2 separate regions of the Sus scrofa genome follow, and region 2 is linked to region 1. The links are chromatin contacts, called in public HiChIP or PLAC-seq maps. All regions are on one chromosome and are shown on one strand. The core of a region is the stretch at or near the end of the contact, and the rest is flanking DNA. Distances in the headings are between cores, read along the strand shown. Region 1 has its middle 140 kb from the start of RPLP1. Region 2 has its middle 210 kb from the start of RPLP1.

The links. HiChIP or PLAC-seq counts read pairs in DNA pulled down with a chosen protein or histone mark.
Region 2: an H3K27ac HiChIP or PLAC-seq map of alveolar macrophages shows a contact between it and region 1. The contact joins two enhancer-like sites. A contact is called at or near these places in 9 of 47 Hi-C or Micro-C datasets (alveolar macrophages, blood, heart right ventricle and 2 more) and 1 of 2 datasets of contacts at active chromatin or transcription factors (alveolar macrophages).

The regions. Positions count from the first base shown.
Region 1 is chr1:167,428,169-167,435,835 of Sscrofa11.1, reverse strand. No RefSeq gene overlaps it. Among named protein-coding and RNA genes, the nearest start is that of RPLP1, 140 kb to the right of the region's middle. Within about 2 kb of position 3,490, at least 17 of the 83 cell types and tissues checked have an H3K27ac peak or open chromatin away from gene starts, as enhancers often do. A contact at or near this core is called in alveolar macrophages, where this site is marked.
Region 2 is chr1:167,499,991-167,507,657 of Sscrofa11.1, reverse strand. No RefSeq gene overlaps it. Among named protein-coding and RNA genes, the nearest start is that of RPLP1, 210 kb to the right of the region's middle. Within about 2 kb of position 4,762, at least 27 of the 83 cell types and tissues checked have an H3K27ac peak or open chromatin away from gene starts, as enhancers often do. A contact at or near this core is called in alveolar macrophages, where this site is marked.

The sequences.
Region 1 (7,667 bases), core at 2,241-4,740:
GCCCTGGTAACCCAGTTCCTATCTCCATCTTCACCACCAGGAAAGGATGGTGCATGGAGCCAGCCTCATTCCCATGGCCTTTGCCCAGTTTCCCAGCTGCCTGCCTCAAATGCTACAGGCAAAAAAGCCCCAAAATAGGAGTGGTTTTTTGAACTTAATTCTTATTCACATGGAATAGGAAATTAATGCCCCCACTAAGCTGTTGTGCCAATCAGCCAGTGGCCAATGTTTTAGGAAGGCAAAGCATTAAGGACTGGAAAACAGTGTAGGCATATATACCAGCTGGATCCAATTTTAAGTGAAAATTAATGGCAAATTCTTGTAACCACATTAAGGGCCATTGTCATTCATTTGAAATCAGTTAAACATGAAAACAATATGAAAACCATCTTGAGTTCATGGAATATAAATATTTGTCTATATATATATATATATATATATATATATATATTTTTTTTTTTTTTTTTACCAGTGCCCCAGAGAGACTAGGAGATGTTGGCCGATCAGTGTTCTATAAACACGCTCACAAATGGGGGGAAAAAAATAAGGAACCTGACTCTTGCTGGGTTAAACTATTTGTCAACTTTTCCATTTCCTCAGTCAGAAGATAATTAAACAGTAAGCAGATGTCGGAATCTAATTGGTTCAGGGAAAGCTTGCTCAACAACTTATGTGGCTATGTATTGTCTGCAAACAACACATTGGTGGGTATGAGAAACAGAAAGTCACTAAGTTAGTTGCTCTCTCCATGAAGGCAGAAGCTCTCCCAACAAATACATCCATGTGGCCACCCTTGATACCAAGAAGCAAGCAAGAAAGACCCTGAAACAGTGCTCTGGGTTTATTGGACCAAAGAGAAGGTTGGCTTTTCAGGAGAATGGCAGAGGGGAAAAGAGGGAGAGAGGGGGAGATGGGGAAGAGAGGATGGGGAAGATGGAGATGATGAAATGGATGAGCTGGGAGAAGAAGAGAGAAAGAATAGGAGCAGATTCTGAAAAAGGCAGCATCTGTGGGAGGAAGGGACGGGATATGGGCCTATCTAAAGGGCCTGGTCTTCAGAGCCAAGCCCACTGTTGGGTTCCATCCCTTTCCCCCACTTGGGTTTTGGACCATTTGTTTGACCTCCCTGAAGTCCATCCGTCCTCTGACAATTGGATGCAGTAACCCCTGCCCTGGCTCTATCCCAGGCCCGTTGTGAGCTCTAAAGGGTAATATATATGAATGTCTCAAAATTGTGAAACTGTATAATTGTTCTAATTTTTCATAAAAGAACCACTTTACTAATGAATTATGGGGCTCAGACTCACCCTGATTATGGTCTCATACTAACTTACTCTGTGGTCTCAGACCAGCACCAAACTTCTCTGAGCTTCCACGTCCCTATCTGTGAAATTCAGGTGAACAGTTTGAGGCTAAGAACTTTTCTCCTTGTGACATTCAAAGTTCTCCCAATTCACTCATCACCAATCTAAGGTATAAAGTATAGTCCTGGAATTCCCTGGTGGCTCAGTAGGTTAAGGATCCAGCATTGTCACTGATGTGGCTCTGGTTACTGCTGTGGCACAGGTTCGATCCCCAGTCCGGGAACTTCTGAATGCTGTGGGAGTGGACGAAAAAAATGAAATTTTCATGAAGTATAGTTCTGAGTCTTCTCTTTGTCCTACGCTCTGCTGCCTGCCCTGGGTGGTGGGAACGGGGGCCGCCAACAGGGACTATGTAATGGGCTCCCTTGTCCTCTGGCTTCAGCATGGCCTTAGCCAACAGCAAGTCCCAGTAGGTAGGAAACCAGAAAGAGGAGGCTGAGGTCTGAGTGTTGGACCTCTGGACCCCTCCCTGGGAGCTCCCTGGGCTGACTGCCTATCTTCTGGAAACTCACAGCCCCTCTTTCTCCATGGGTCCCATTTCTTTCAGGAGTTGTTAGCAGTTTCCTCCCCTGGTTTCTGCAGGCCTTCTCTCCTGTGACTAGCCCCCGGTGACTGTATGACCCCTGTGGCTCTCCCACTCCCTGAAAACCCCTTAGAAAGTGGTCCCTTTGTGAATAAATCCTCCTCAAGGGAGAAAGTCTTGGGTGGTCAGTCTTGGAAGACTGACCCATGACAGGCATCAGTGGTCCTATGGGGCCAGGGGTGAATGAACAAAGGGACCAAGGGAAGAGGCAGGCCTTGGAAAGTTTGTCTGGGGGGAATGAGAAGTTTAGACAGATGAGAAGAAGATGGGAGGGGGCATTTTAATCAAAAGCTGGTGTAAAGGTGGCCATGATGGTGGCAGACACTGGTCAGTGATGTGACCTTGGGAGGGAGGGAAGGAGGGACCTGGCTGGAAAAGCTGATGAAAGCCAAACTGCAGAGAGATTAAAGGCCAAAGTGAAGCTTGTGACTTTACTCTAGGGGCAGCAGGAGACATCAAATTGTTCTAGAGCAGGGGCATGGCCCAGTTGCACCAAGCCATGTTGGGAATGATAATCTGGCAGTGGGGAGTGGACTGCAGTGTTTCCAACAGGGTAGCCCTATGCACAGGGCACAAAGCATGATGCCAGAGTGATGCATTCACCCCGTCTCTCCTGAGCAGTGAGGCAGAGGCAGCATGGGTGTTATCCCCCAAACAATCTCACACTCACGCCAGCATCAAAAGAGCACAGAGTGGAGCCACTGCGTCCTGAAGATGGAAGCGAAAATGTATTCTTGGAAGAGAGCGCCCCTCAAAGCTGTCCACCCACATCCCCCAGAATAAGGGGTAGGCAATCTGTTTACAGTGGCATCTGATTGAAAATGCTCCTGAGGCCAAGAGGACCTAAAAGAATACCTCTCTTCTTGAGTGCGTGAGAACAGCCCAATGGGGGTGGGGCAATCTGTCTCAGAATGGGCCCAACATGGGGACAGAAACAGTAGCCCCCAGCGGGATGCTGTTTCAGAGTTGCCAGCAAAGCGGCCCAGGAATATCCCCAGCCAAACCCACAGAGCTCTCTTTAGCCTTCTGCTTAGTTCTTCGCTAAACAGGAACTCCCTCGGTGATGGGGGCCAGTCTCTAAGAGGTCCTGTCCCTGGCAAGGTGTGGACATATTTGGAGCAGAAGGAATCCAAGGGCTCTGATCTCTTGAGACAAGAAAGACCCAGTAAGCTAGGAAAGTTAAAAAGGAGGCAGATGCCAGAGGCAGTGGCCTCTCAAACTGCTGGCAAACACATTTGCTCAGGATTACATTTCCTCCTTGAAATGGTTTGCTTTTAGTCCCAGATGGGCCTGAGAAAGGGCCCTCCTTCCTCAGGATCCTCTTCCCTGACCATCCCCTGGTGACATGAGGGTCATTATAGTGTTCCCAGGGGGTCACGATGGTTGCACAGACCAGGGAGAAAGCAGTAGGAGAGTTTGGATGAAGCCAGGAGGGGGCAAGATCCAAGCTCTGGGACATTCGAATATTCAGAGATCCAGGAGGAAGTGATGGAGCCAGAAGAGGAGGAGGAATCAGTGAGTTAGAAGGAAAGCCAGCAAGCGTGTGTCACACAAGCCAGGCACAAAGAAGGAGGAAGTGGTCAGACGCCTCCCATCCTTTTGTGGGGGTGGGGCATTATCATGACGACAGCTGTGGAGGCCATGGGTGATCTCGACACGAGCAGTTTCAGAGGAATGGAGGAAACCCAAGGCTGATTTCAGCATCTCACCTACCTTCAGAGGGAGATAGGTTTATCCCATCCTATAGATAAGGAAGCTGAAGTGGAGACAGATGATCTGACTTACCCAAAGCCTTGTGACCCATTACCAAGTTTCTGATCAGACTGTTACCCAGATGCCTGTGATCACGGGGCCATCGATGGGATGTCACAGAGGAGGTCAATGAAGATGCTGGTGGTATTAACAATGATGCTGATATTGATGATCTTGGTAACGTTGATGATGATGGTGGTGGGAGCAGTGATGGTGATAGTGGTGGTTTTTCAGATGAGGAAGTTGATAGTGAAGAGGATGTGAAAATTGACTGGTGTGTGGAATCGGACAGATCCAGATCTCTATCCTAGCCAGCCAGGAGCACGTAAACTTTTCAACTACAGAGACTTCATGTTCCTAGCTGTCAACAAAGATGACATTGCTGCTGCAAAGGACTGTTGTGAGACTGACAGATAGGAAAGCACCCTGAAGAACCTAATTCCCAGCAGGCCTTCAATAAATGCTCATTTAATGCATTTGCCTACAGGGCAAACGTGGGGAGTGCAGTTGAATGTCAATGAAGGAGCTTTTCCTTCCCAGATGGGCCTGGCCCTGCCCAATCGAAGTCCACTCCCCAACCAGAGTTAACTTAGCCCTCAAGGTCAATCATGGCCATTTCTGTGGTTGCCTGCTTCCCAGGCTCACCACTCTATGCCCCCACCTTGCTCTAAGGATGCTGCCCAAGGATGCTGGTGGATGAATGCCCAAAAGACTCTATGGGGAAGAGGAGTGGGTATGGGACAAACTTGCCAAGCTTTATTACATATCCTGCTCTCTGGTCTTGTTCAGCTGGGAATGTAGGCTATGAGTTGGACTTTAGAATCAGACGTGCCTGAATTAAGTACCACCCCTCCTTCAAGTCCTTACTCTAATTACACCTTCTCCACAAGACCCACCCTGACCATTCTGTTTATTCCACAACCCCACCAATAAGACCCTCCCTCTCATCCTTAACCTGACTCGATTTTTTCATTCCTTTTTTCATGTTTTTTCTTATTTATTATGTTTGTCTGTCCTCTTCCATTGGACTGTTATTCCAGAGGCCAGAGACTATTACCTGCGTTGACCACTGATGCATGCTCACACCTGGCACATGGGAAGTGCTCACTGAATGTGTGTAGAATAAATGGGTACCAGCTGAGCTCTTAGCAACACAGACACAACAAAGCTTCCTCATTACTGACAGATCCATCTGGCCCTAAAGCCAGGGCCCTTGCATCCCCACAAATTTCCAGTTCTTCCTGGTCACAGCCCCTCCAGTCAATGCCACCCATCACCTCTAGAACCCTTTCATGGTGAAGTCTCACCCTTATTTCAACCCATTGAAGTGTTATGGTGCCAGGTTGCTATGTGAGGAAGACGGAATGTTTCCTGGCCTTCAAAGGAGCTTGAATCCAGGCTCAGGCACCCTGGACATGGATAGGAACGTGTGCTTTGAGGTAAACCAGCAAGAACAGCCTGACCCACCCAGCCCAGCTTGAGGGAACCCCTTTGGGTTGAAATGGTCCACAGTCAACTCAGGTCCCAGGGGCAGGAGACAGGGCTACTCTGCGTTTGCTCCTAGGGGTCCACCTACTGGGAAAATGCAGGTAAGTCAAACAAGCCTGTTTGTTCTCCCAGTACAGCAAACAAAACACAGGACTAATTCTCCTCGAAGGTCTCCCCACTGGACCGGGGTGGCATGATTCAAGTAATGGGAAGACAAATATTTTCCTGGAGAAAAGGATAAAACTTCAGGCAGGAAAAGCAAACAGCATCTTCAAAAGGACAGCTGTGGAGTTGGCATGGAGCTGCCCCAAGAGCAGTGAGGGAAAATTCTGGAAGGAGGCAGGGTGGGGGACTGTGGCTCCAGGCTTGGAGGAAGGGGCTGAGGGAAGAGCAGCCAACACACCCAGCACAGGGGGAAGCTATGTGATTCATCCTCCCACCATCAGCATTTCATCATCGTTACCCTTTGGAGAGAATTCAGGTGACGTGGTCCAGGTGAGGCCAGGGCTTGAGTTGAGAGGCAAACATGCTTGGGCTTGAATTCTGTCTTTCACTCATTTATTCCTTCACTCATTCATGCCTGTGGTCAGCCAGCCCTCTCTTAGCTCCATACTGAGCATCTACGCTGCCCCAGGCTCTGGCCAGCACAACTGAGAGCAATGCCATGGGCTCCCCCAGGAAACTGAGTGGAGGGGACTCACCAAGGTGGGAAGCCTGAGGCACTGACCCCCCCAGTTGCCTCCCACAGTGGGATTCACTCCCTGGCATCTCCAGGTTACGCCTACCTGCAGCTGAACTGCCCTGGGGAAAGCCCTGAAGCAGAGAAGCTAACACTGCGGGTACTGTCCCTGTGCTCCGGGAACAGCCCAAAGTGGCAGGACAGCCCTGGGGAACCTGGGGTGGGGAGTTGCAGAAGGGAGTCCACAACTTTGCCAGGGTTATCATTGACCCCACGCTGGCACTCAGGGCTTCTTGTCAGTGCGCCCCCTGCAACTTTTCACTGCCCCGCTACCCCTGCTCACCACCTACCTCCCCCTGGGGATCATCAGCAATCCCACCCAGCCCCATATTCCTCCTGATCATCCTTCCCTCCAGGGTGTGCTTGCTGGCTTCCCTCTGCTTTCACCTTAAGTGCCAAGATCCCTGGGGTCTGCCCTGAACCCTCTCCCCGCCTCATTCTCCCTCAGTGTCTGTCACAGTTCTAACTGCCTGCAGCCCTAGAGGGGAGTGTGCCAAAATGCAGGTTCTCAGGCCTCACCACCCCCCAGACCCACTGAACCAGAATCTCTGCAAGTGGAGCCAGCCCATGAGCATGCCTTTTTACAAGCTCCCTAAGTTGAGTTTCCAGGTAAAATTCAGGATGCCCAGAGGCTCATGGCCCATCTGAGACATACTTATACTGAAAAATTACTGATTATTTATCTGAAATTCACACGTAAGGGGGCCTCCTGTATTTTCGCTAGTTAAACCCACCAACCCTTGCCCGAGGTGATCCTGATGTACCGTAGATATCAAGAACTGTTGTGTATCTTCTCCCAAGTTACCTTAACCACCCAATTTCAACTATAAACTATGCGTTGGTGACTCAGGTTTCTTTCTTGTCCATACACCTCCCTGAATTCCACTGATCTGATGGCCCCCTGGACATCTCAAAGTTGATGTGGTTCAACACAGAGCTCATTGCTCTTAATCTCCTCCCAAATCTGTTCTTCCTCCTCCTTTCTCTGTCTCAGTTGGTAGCCCCACCATCCACTTGCCAAAACCAGTCACCAGAGGGGTTATCTCAACCTCTCCTTTCTCTCCCCCATCACCTCCTAGGCAAATCACCAAATTGCACTGTCTCTACATCTCCAAATCCCTTGCACCCTCGTGGTCGGCTGGAATAATGGCCTTCCAAATATGTCCATGTCCTAATCTGTGGAACCTGTGAATGTCCATTTATATGGCAAAAAGGAAATTTACAGTGTGATTAAATTCAGGACCTTGAAGTGAGAGACAGTCCTGGATGATCCAGGTGGGCCCAGGATGTCCACGGCGGTCCTTATGAGAGGGATACAGGAGGCTCAGAATCAGACAGAAGGTGAAGTGATGATGGAAGCAGAGACTGGAGTGATGCATGTTAAAGATGTAGGAAGGGGCCAAGAACCAGGGAGTGTAGGCAGCCACTAGAAGCTGGAGAAGGCAAGCTGGGAACAGATCCCCTGGATCCTTCAGGAGGAACCACCCTGCCACCTTCACTTTAGCCCAGTGAAGCTAATTTTGGACTTCTGGCCTCCAGCACCTTCAGAAACATTAATTTAGGTGTGTCGAGCAATTAAATCTGTGGTGATTTGTTCCAGCAGCAAAAAGAAATTGAGTCCATCAACTTTTCTCCTTTCATATTGGCCCTTCCTAGCATCTATCCTCCATCCATTGCAATCTCCCCCAAGAGGTCTTCTGCTTCCAGCCTTACATCATCCATAGTACCAGCTAGGTGGTCT
Region 2 (7,667 bases), core at 3,513-6,012, 71 kb before region 1:
GGTCCCTCAAGCTGGTGCAGTGTGAAGCCAAGGGGAATCTGAAACAAAACCATGCCACGGGCCCCTTCAGAAGCCCTGGGCCCCCTCTCAGCTCCAGGCTGCTGGGGGCCTGAACATGGGCTTCTCCCTGCTTAGTCCCCAGCCCAGGCTGCTAAGCTTCGTCCAGGAGCTGCCATCACCCCTGCATCCCTGGGCTCTGGACCTGCACTTTAGGCCTGCAGCCGAGAGACCCAGCCCTCCACCCCAAAGACCAGTTCCCCCCAGACTAAGTTTACAGATTTCTGTAACAAATGCAAAGTCTTTCCGGGTGTTACCTTCACTGTCTCTGACTCCCTTTCTGAAGAGGTAAATGGAGATCCCTGTGGATTCTGGCTACTGTGCATCTTGAGGGGGGCCTGCCCCAAATGCCCTTTGACCCAATTCCCCCAGGGAAAGGTCTATGGGAACAGACAACCTTTGGGGGTTTGTCTAGTGCCAGCACACCTCCCTTAAGCGCATTTCCCAACACACCCACACGGGAGCCGTGCTGTCCAGGACACCCCCTTTTGCAGCTACCGGGCTGATAGGCACGTGGGGGTCCTGCCCAAGGCCCCAGTCTGCTGCCTGGGCTCAGCCAAGCAGATGCTCTGCTGGGAGATTAGGCTGAGAGTCTCTGCTTGGCTTCTGTGGGACACTGGGCTGTGGGAAGCAGGAGGCGGGGCAGCTGTGAGCTCCCCTAACCAAGGGAGCCTGCCAGAAATGGAGAGAAAAAAAGAGGAAGAAAAGCTGGGGGTCGGGGGTGGAGGACAGGCATGACTTTGTAGTTCCTGATTCTAGTTCCTCAGAGGTGGGGCTGAAATTTTCACCCTTGGGTTTTTGTGAAATTCAGCCATGTCCTTCCCACAGGGTCATCATTTGCTTGAACAAACAGCTGTCCTTTGCAGCCAAGGGGCCCTGGCTAGCCCACCAGGGCTGGAGGAAGCCATCGTCCCCACAGAGGGCTGCTCTGGAGACCCCACCCTGCAGGGGAGCCTTCAGGGCCCCCATGCCCTGTCCTCTGTGGAGCAAGGGAGGGCTGGGGCGGGGGCATGGGGGGAAGGAGGGGGGAGAGGGAGACTGTTCACTCTGTCCCTGGAACCTCAGTGGTGCTCTGGACTTGCCATACAAGGGGCTCCACCTCAGCCACATTGGCATCTAGGGCTTCTGCCACCTGCCTCCCCTTGGCCCACTCACAGTGACCTCACCCGTGGCAGAGCCTGATCCATTCTTTCCCTTGTGTTTCTCGTTCTTAAATACTCTCTGCTGCATACAGGATAAAGTCCAAGCTCCGTGACACAGCGTTCAAGTCCATTGCCTACCTTCCACAGGCTCATCGCCCCCCATTTCTCATGTTGTGTCTTAGTTGGCCTCTACCTCCAGTCCTCTGCCCATTCTGATCCCTCTGCCTGGAATTCCCTTTGCTTCCTTCCTTCCTTGCCTTGCTAACTTTGCCTGGACTTTCAGGAATGCCCCCAGTTCCACACTCATTGCTTCCAGGAACACTGACTTCCCAGGCCAGGCTAAGATGTCTTCCCTTGGGTTCCCTTATCTCCTGGCCCTGCTTAGCCCACTGAAACTCAGACCATGCTGTAACTGGCTGCTTTCTTGTCTTTCAAGAAGAGACACCATGGGCTCTGCAAAGGCTGAGATGATAACTTATGCTCCGGATCTCCCCAGGGCCGTGTTCAAGGTAAATTGGTCTCTATCCCTCCGCCCATGCAAACCAAGGACATGGATTTCCAAGGTAATGCTCAGGTCACCTGTCCCTAGTTTAGACATGATAAAGCTGCGGCTCAGAGGGGTTTGTGGTGACCAAGGTCATGGAGTAGCAAGTACCACGGTATGAATTAGAAGCCAGGACCATCTGCTTTAAGACCTACCTGTGCTTTTCCCACTACACCCCCTACTTAACAGGGCAACTCAGCCTTGGCCCCCAGTGTCACCCTGAGGAGTTCATTTCAACACGTGTGTTCCCTTTGGGGCCATCAATGCTTCTGAGCTCCCAAACTGCCGATCCGCACCCTGGGACCAACACTTGGCTTGGGGCTCCATGGTTCGCAGCTGCGAGTCACAGGTTCCACGCCTCTGGGCACACTCTTCCTTCTGCCTGGTTCCCCCAAGAGGATTCTGTTCCTCATCGGGCTCCTTCCTCAAGATCCGCCTCCACATCCCTCTCGATCTGGAGCTTTCTAGAAGCCTCCCTGTGCTTGTTGCACTGTCGCCGGCCTCGTGCCCACGGAAGCCAGCTGCCTCTTGGTGACAGTCCCTGGCCACCAGGCTAGGCTTCATACCCTCTCCTTTGCTCCTGTCTCTCCCTAGTAGACGGTGATCGCTATGTCATTCAACTCCTTGCCGGCACGTGGCTGATACTAGGCGCATCACAAAAGCATGTTGGAAGGAAGAGGGAGGGAAGGATGCTGTTTGTAAAGCCTTTCACTTTGAGAAAGCCCAAGACTTAACCCCACTTGATTCCCCTACAGCTTTGAACAGAGGGGCTGGGGCCGGAGTAGAAAATCAGCGGGCATTTTCTCATCAAATTCTTTATGCCACAACTCGCTTCTGTTCTTGTGCTACTATTTACAAAGTACTTTTGCACACACTGACTTGCTTAATTTTCGTAAGAATCAAGAAGAGGCCATGTTTTTAAAATGTGCAAAGGAGGATCCTCTAAAATCAGCCTGTAACCCCAACCTTTATCTGCTGGCAACCTTCCCCACAGATGCCAAGACCTGTCCACCCGGGTGCTTTAATCTTGTGCTGCTGTATCTGTTATAGGCATCCTTGTCCTGTCATGGTCCATGCACAGCATGGTCACATGATGCTTCCAGATACAGGGAGTCCTTGGCCAAGAAATGGTCATTTGCTCCTGAGATCAGTGGCCCCAATCAGATAGCTCAGCCACTCTTCTCCTTGTAATTCTGCCCCGAGATTCCCTCCCATCCCCAGCCTTCCACCAGAAAGAAGGTCCCTTGCCTTGTGAATTCTGTGCACCCCAAGGCACAGTGCCAGCCCCTCTCCAATGTCAGCTGGCAGGCACAGCCAGCACCATACACCCTTTGGCCTTCTTCTTAACCAGGCCTCTGCAGTCCTGCTTGGGCTGTCACCCCAGTCCCTCCAGTTTCCATGAGCCTATGCATGCAGCCGAGCTACTCTGATCAATAATATGCAGCCCTGCTCCTGCTCTCTGCTCCAGAAAATACCTGCTAGAGATGACAACAGGGTCCCCAGGAGGACTGGGCTTTGCTGGGGTCAGAGTCAGGGCTGGGGAAGCGTGGCAGACTGGTATGGAGGGTTGAGGCCCAGAGGACAACCAATGCCTCTTGGGGTGCCTTGGAGGACCATTCCCCGTGTCAAGCTTAGCTTTCCCCTGCCCCCCACTGAGCAAAGAAACAGAGATGCCCAAAGCATCCAGCTATGCCCAATCCTAACCCTCTTTCTACATCTTCTCTTGGAACTTCCTGACCTCAGGGTTACCCTTCCCAGATGGCAAGAGTATAACATGACAAGCTCAGAAGTTGTCACCCCGCCAGAGCCTCCAGCCCTCCCAGCATCTCGGAGGCTAATCTTGGGTCAAGTGCCTCTTCTTTCAAGAGAGAAACTAGATCAACTGCCAGCAGAGGGGGAAGGATTGGCCGATTGAGGCCTGGGTTTGAAGCCTAGCTTGGCCACCAAATTGCCGTGCTTCCGTGGGCAAGTGGCCCCATCCTTCTGGGCCACAGATGCCTCCCCTCGTGGGAAGGGTGATGGCTGTGTTGAGCCACCCATTTCCTCTTTTCTTCTAGTCCCCACAATAACCATAAACCACAGTTCTGGGTTGGGAATAAAGCTCAGGGCACAGACAGTAAAGGTTCCTTCCTTTCTGCAAAAACAACAAAAATAGCAACATTTCTGTTTAGTATGCCAGGCCCCATTCCAGTCACGTTTACATACACAATCTCCTAATTATCTTTACAGCAAAGCAAAGAGGTGGCTATCACTATTGCTCCCATTTTAAAGATGGAAAGTAAAGCTCAAAAACTCTATATTTTCTCCGTGGACAGATAGACAGCTAGAAAGGGGTAGAAGATTTGGAACTGGGCATTGTGTCTGCAGAACCAGGACATTGTGGAATTCCACTCTTTTCTGACCAGTTCATCTTTCCCTTCACCATAGAACATTGATAAAGTTTGATTACATACTTGGACACAAGGAAAAAAATTAATTGGAGATGTTACAGGCCACCGTCTATGACTCTAATCCAAAATTTTTAAATAAAAAAAAATAATGTGGCTGAGACTATTCTTAAGTACTTAGAAATTAATAAACACTCTTCTAGATAACCCATGGATCAAAAGAAATATTAAAACCGAGGTTAAAAATCATCTAGAAAGAGATGAAAAGGGGAACTTTTTATTTCAAAAACCTATGGGATTCAGAAAACATCTCAACTCGGGGGAAAATGTACGGCCCTGAAATGCCTTCATTATTAAGGAAGATGAAAAATAAAGGCGCCAAAAACACATCAGAAGAAATGAGAAAAACGAATAAACAAGAGAAGAAAGTATGAAATAGGAATTCATCAATAGGTGAAATGAATAACACAGAAAATAAGAGAAAGGAAAAACACGGATTGCTTGAAATCAAAATCAGCCCCAGAGGCTAACAGCGTTGCCGGGGTCGGGGAGTGTGTGTGAAGGTCCCAGGTTCCCAGAGCGGTCAGTGCCCCGCCCCTCGGCCTACTGACCCCTGAGCTCATGGCTGCCTCCCGCCTGGACCTCACTGTGCACAGTGTGGAGATTTGACTGCCCAACCGAGGCTCCTTGGACTGGAGTCTTTAGTGTTTCCTCCCAGAAATAGAGGCAGTTTTGTGTTTTCAGCAATGAAAGCTGCTGTGGTTTTGTTTTCTCTCTGTTGCCAGGAGTCAAGAGGAAGTCTGTGGTTAGACATCTTCGGGTGGAGACATACACAAACACAGTGGCTAGAAATGGGCTCCGCGGATTCAGCTTTCCCAGCCCTGTGGGGAGTTGGGGGGTGTGGGGTGGGGGGATGGACGCATGCAACTGAACAAATGAGAAGGAGGGAGGGGGGAGGGAGGGAAGGATGACTGAACCTCTACCCCTGGGCCTCCTAGACGTGCAGCAGCCCCCACCATTCTCTGCCTCCAGCCCACCTCTGTTTCCCATTCTGATGGTCGGATACTGTGATCCACTTTTTCCTCAAAGGCTGAGGCCACCTGATTCACCTTCACGCCAACCCAGAGACTGCATATAAAAGATCCCTGTGAATTCAATGTCCAGCTCTATGGTGGGCACGGCCAGCTGCCACACACCATGGACCCTAGCCTCTCCTTTTCCATCAAAATCCTGGGTTTGATCAGGCTAGTGGGGGGCCTGGCTACAAATGCTCACATCTCTGACCACCCGCATACCTAGAAGCAGGCCCTTTGATTAGAGTTCAGGCCAATGAGCTATGATATTTCTAAGAAAATACTTTCATTCATAATATAGGCACCAACTCTTCCTCCTCCTTGCCCCCCACGCCACCTTTTTTGCCTAGAACTTGAACACAAGGCCTGGAGGTGTAGCAGCCACCTTGTGGTTATGAGGCAGCCGCATGAGGATGACATTAGTGCAGAAAAACAGAAAGAGGCCAGAGGCTCAGTGGCATTCTTATATCACCTTCTACCCTGTACAGACTCACCAGAGACTTCTAATTTCATGAGAAAAATAAAGCTTCAGCTGGTCAAACCACTATAGCTGCCTGTCCCATTCATTGCAGCTGAAGCATTCCTACATTGAAACAAGAACCTCAGCTTTTGTAGGGTTTTTAAAACATTTTCACCCCACCCTCTATCAGGTCCTCAGAGAAATCCTTTAAGGCAGATCAATGTCTTTCCTCCTATTTTCAGATGAGGAAACTGGGGTTTCTCAGACATGAAGTGGGTCAAAGCATCAGGATCTGAACCCCAGGACTCTTTCCCCCAGGCTATGGTTTTTCCCAAGACAACCCCTCTTGCCTGGAAGCACTTCAGAGCTTTCTTCTCTCTGTAATCCCTCCTGGCACACAAGCTTACATGCTGAAAGTCAAAGTTCCTCAGGGACTGAGGAGCATGGGGACTGGTTTCAGACACAGCTTCCAGGATGGGGAGTGATGCTCTTTTGCTTTCACATGCATCACTTTGAGTCCAAGGATCTGGCTTCAAGCCTTGCATCTCAGCCTTTCTTGCTATGTGATCTAGGGGGGAAAGAAATCTCTGAAAATCTGCACATCTATGCAATGAGAATGGCAGCCCTTCTTCCTGAGGCGATGCTCATACACTCAGAAATATATGCTAATGTATGGTACAGGATAATAAGCTCCGAGCATCCTCTCTAGGCTCTTAGAATGTCAGGGGAAACACTTTGTGTATGACGAAGCACTGCCGTCCCCATTATGGGCTGTTATCAGGATGGCTTTGGTCTGTCTCAAGGCTCCGACTCCTCCCTCAGCTGAGCCCTCCTCGTGGTTGATGTGTAAATTACAGATATGCTTCACAGGCCTTCCTGACCACTCACCGCCACCACCCCCTTCCCCTCCGTGTGTCAACCTCAGGAGAGTGGAGAACCCTGATCTCATGCGACTCTTATCTTTAAGAAAGGATAATGGCAATGTTACAACGCTTATTTGCTCACTAAGCCAGGCTATTTGATTTCATAAGTTCTTTACTTTCTTAGTGACCCAAATGTATTCATTCATCCACTTTAAGAAAAAAAAAAAATGTGTTAGATCCTATGCTGGGGACTCTCAGAGTTGGATGAGACTTAAAAGCCATCTGGTGTATCCTGCCTTGCCATTCAGGGCTGGGGTCTCCTCTTCATGCTCCCCCGACCCCCAAGCCCAGTGGACATTGAACCTCCCCTTGCTCACATCAGAGACAAGGAGTTTCCTGCCTCCAGTCCACTTCACCTCCCAACATCCTCTGTTAGAATTCTTCCTCCAGCCGACACTCCTTGGCAGACAGGAGGATGTGTTCTTGGCAAACCTCTAATCCTCTGCACACTTGACTGTGTGGGATGGTGACTGGCAGAGTCGGTGGGGGACGAGGAGCCCACGTGAGGTGTTACCAAACAGGAAGTGCCATCTGGGATGGATGATGACAGTGAGAGAAAGCGTCAATCAGCTGCCCTGCGTGGCTCCAGAAGCCGTGTCTTCCTTCATCAAACACAACAGAGCTCAAGAACAGCAATTACTCAGTTCACTCGGATGTTCTGGGTATTCGCTGGGCGCGGCAATGCTGCAGTAACAACACTGAGCTCTAGGGGGCTTAACGCAATGGAAGTTTGTTTCTTGCTCCTATCAGGTGCAGCGTGAGTTGGGAGAACTGCCCCCATTTTGCAGGCCACGTGGAACCAGGGCCCCCAGAGTCAGCACAGCAGGGAGGGGTGGTGAAGGCACGCCAGCTCCTAACTGCCTCGCTCTCAGCCTCTTGGGCAGAATGAGCCACATGGCCCCCCCACCTGGCTGCACAGGAGGTTGGGGAAGGTGGTGGAGCCGTCGTTGTGGGTGAGAGCTGGCTCTCTCACTGTATCGCAGGGCATGTCACCAAGGAAATGAGTGTCAACTCTGTAAAGAAGAGGCGACCAACGTGGTAATGAGAAGGAGCCAACATAAGGTGATGGGGACATTATGGG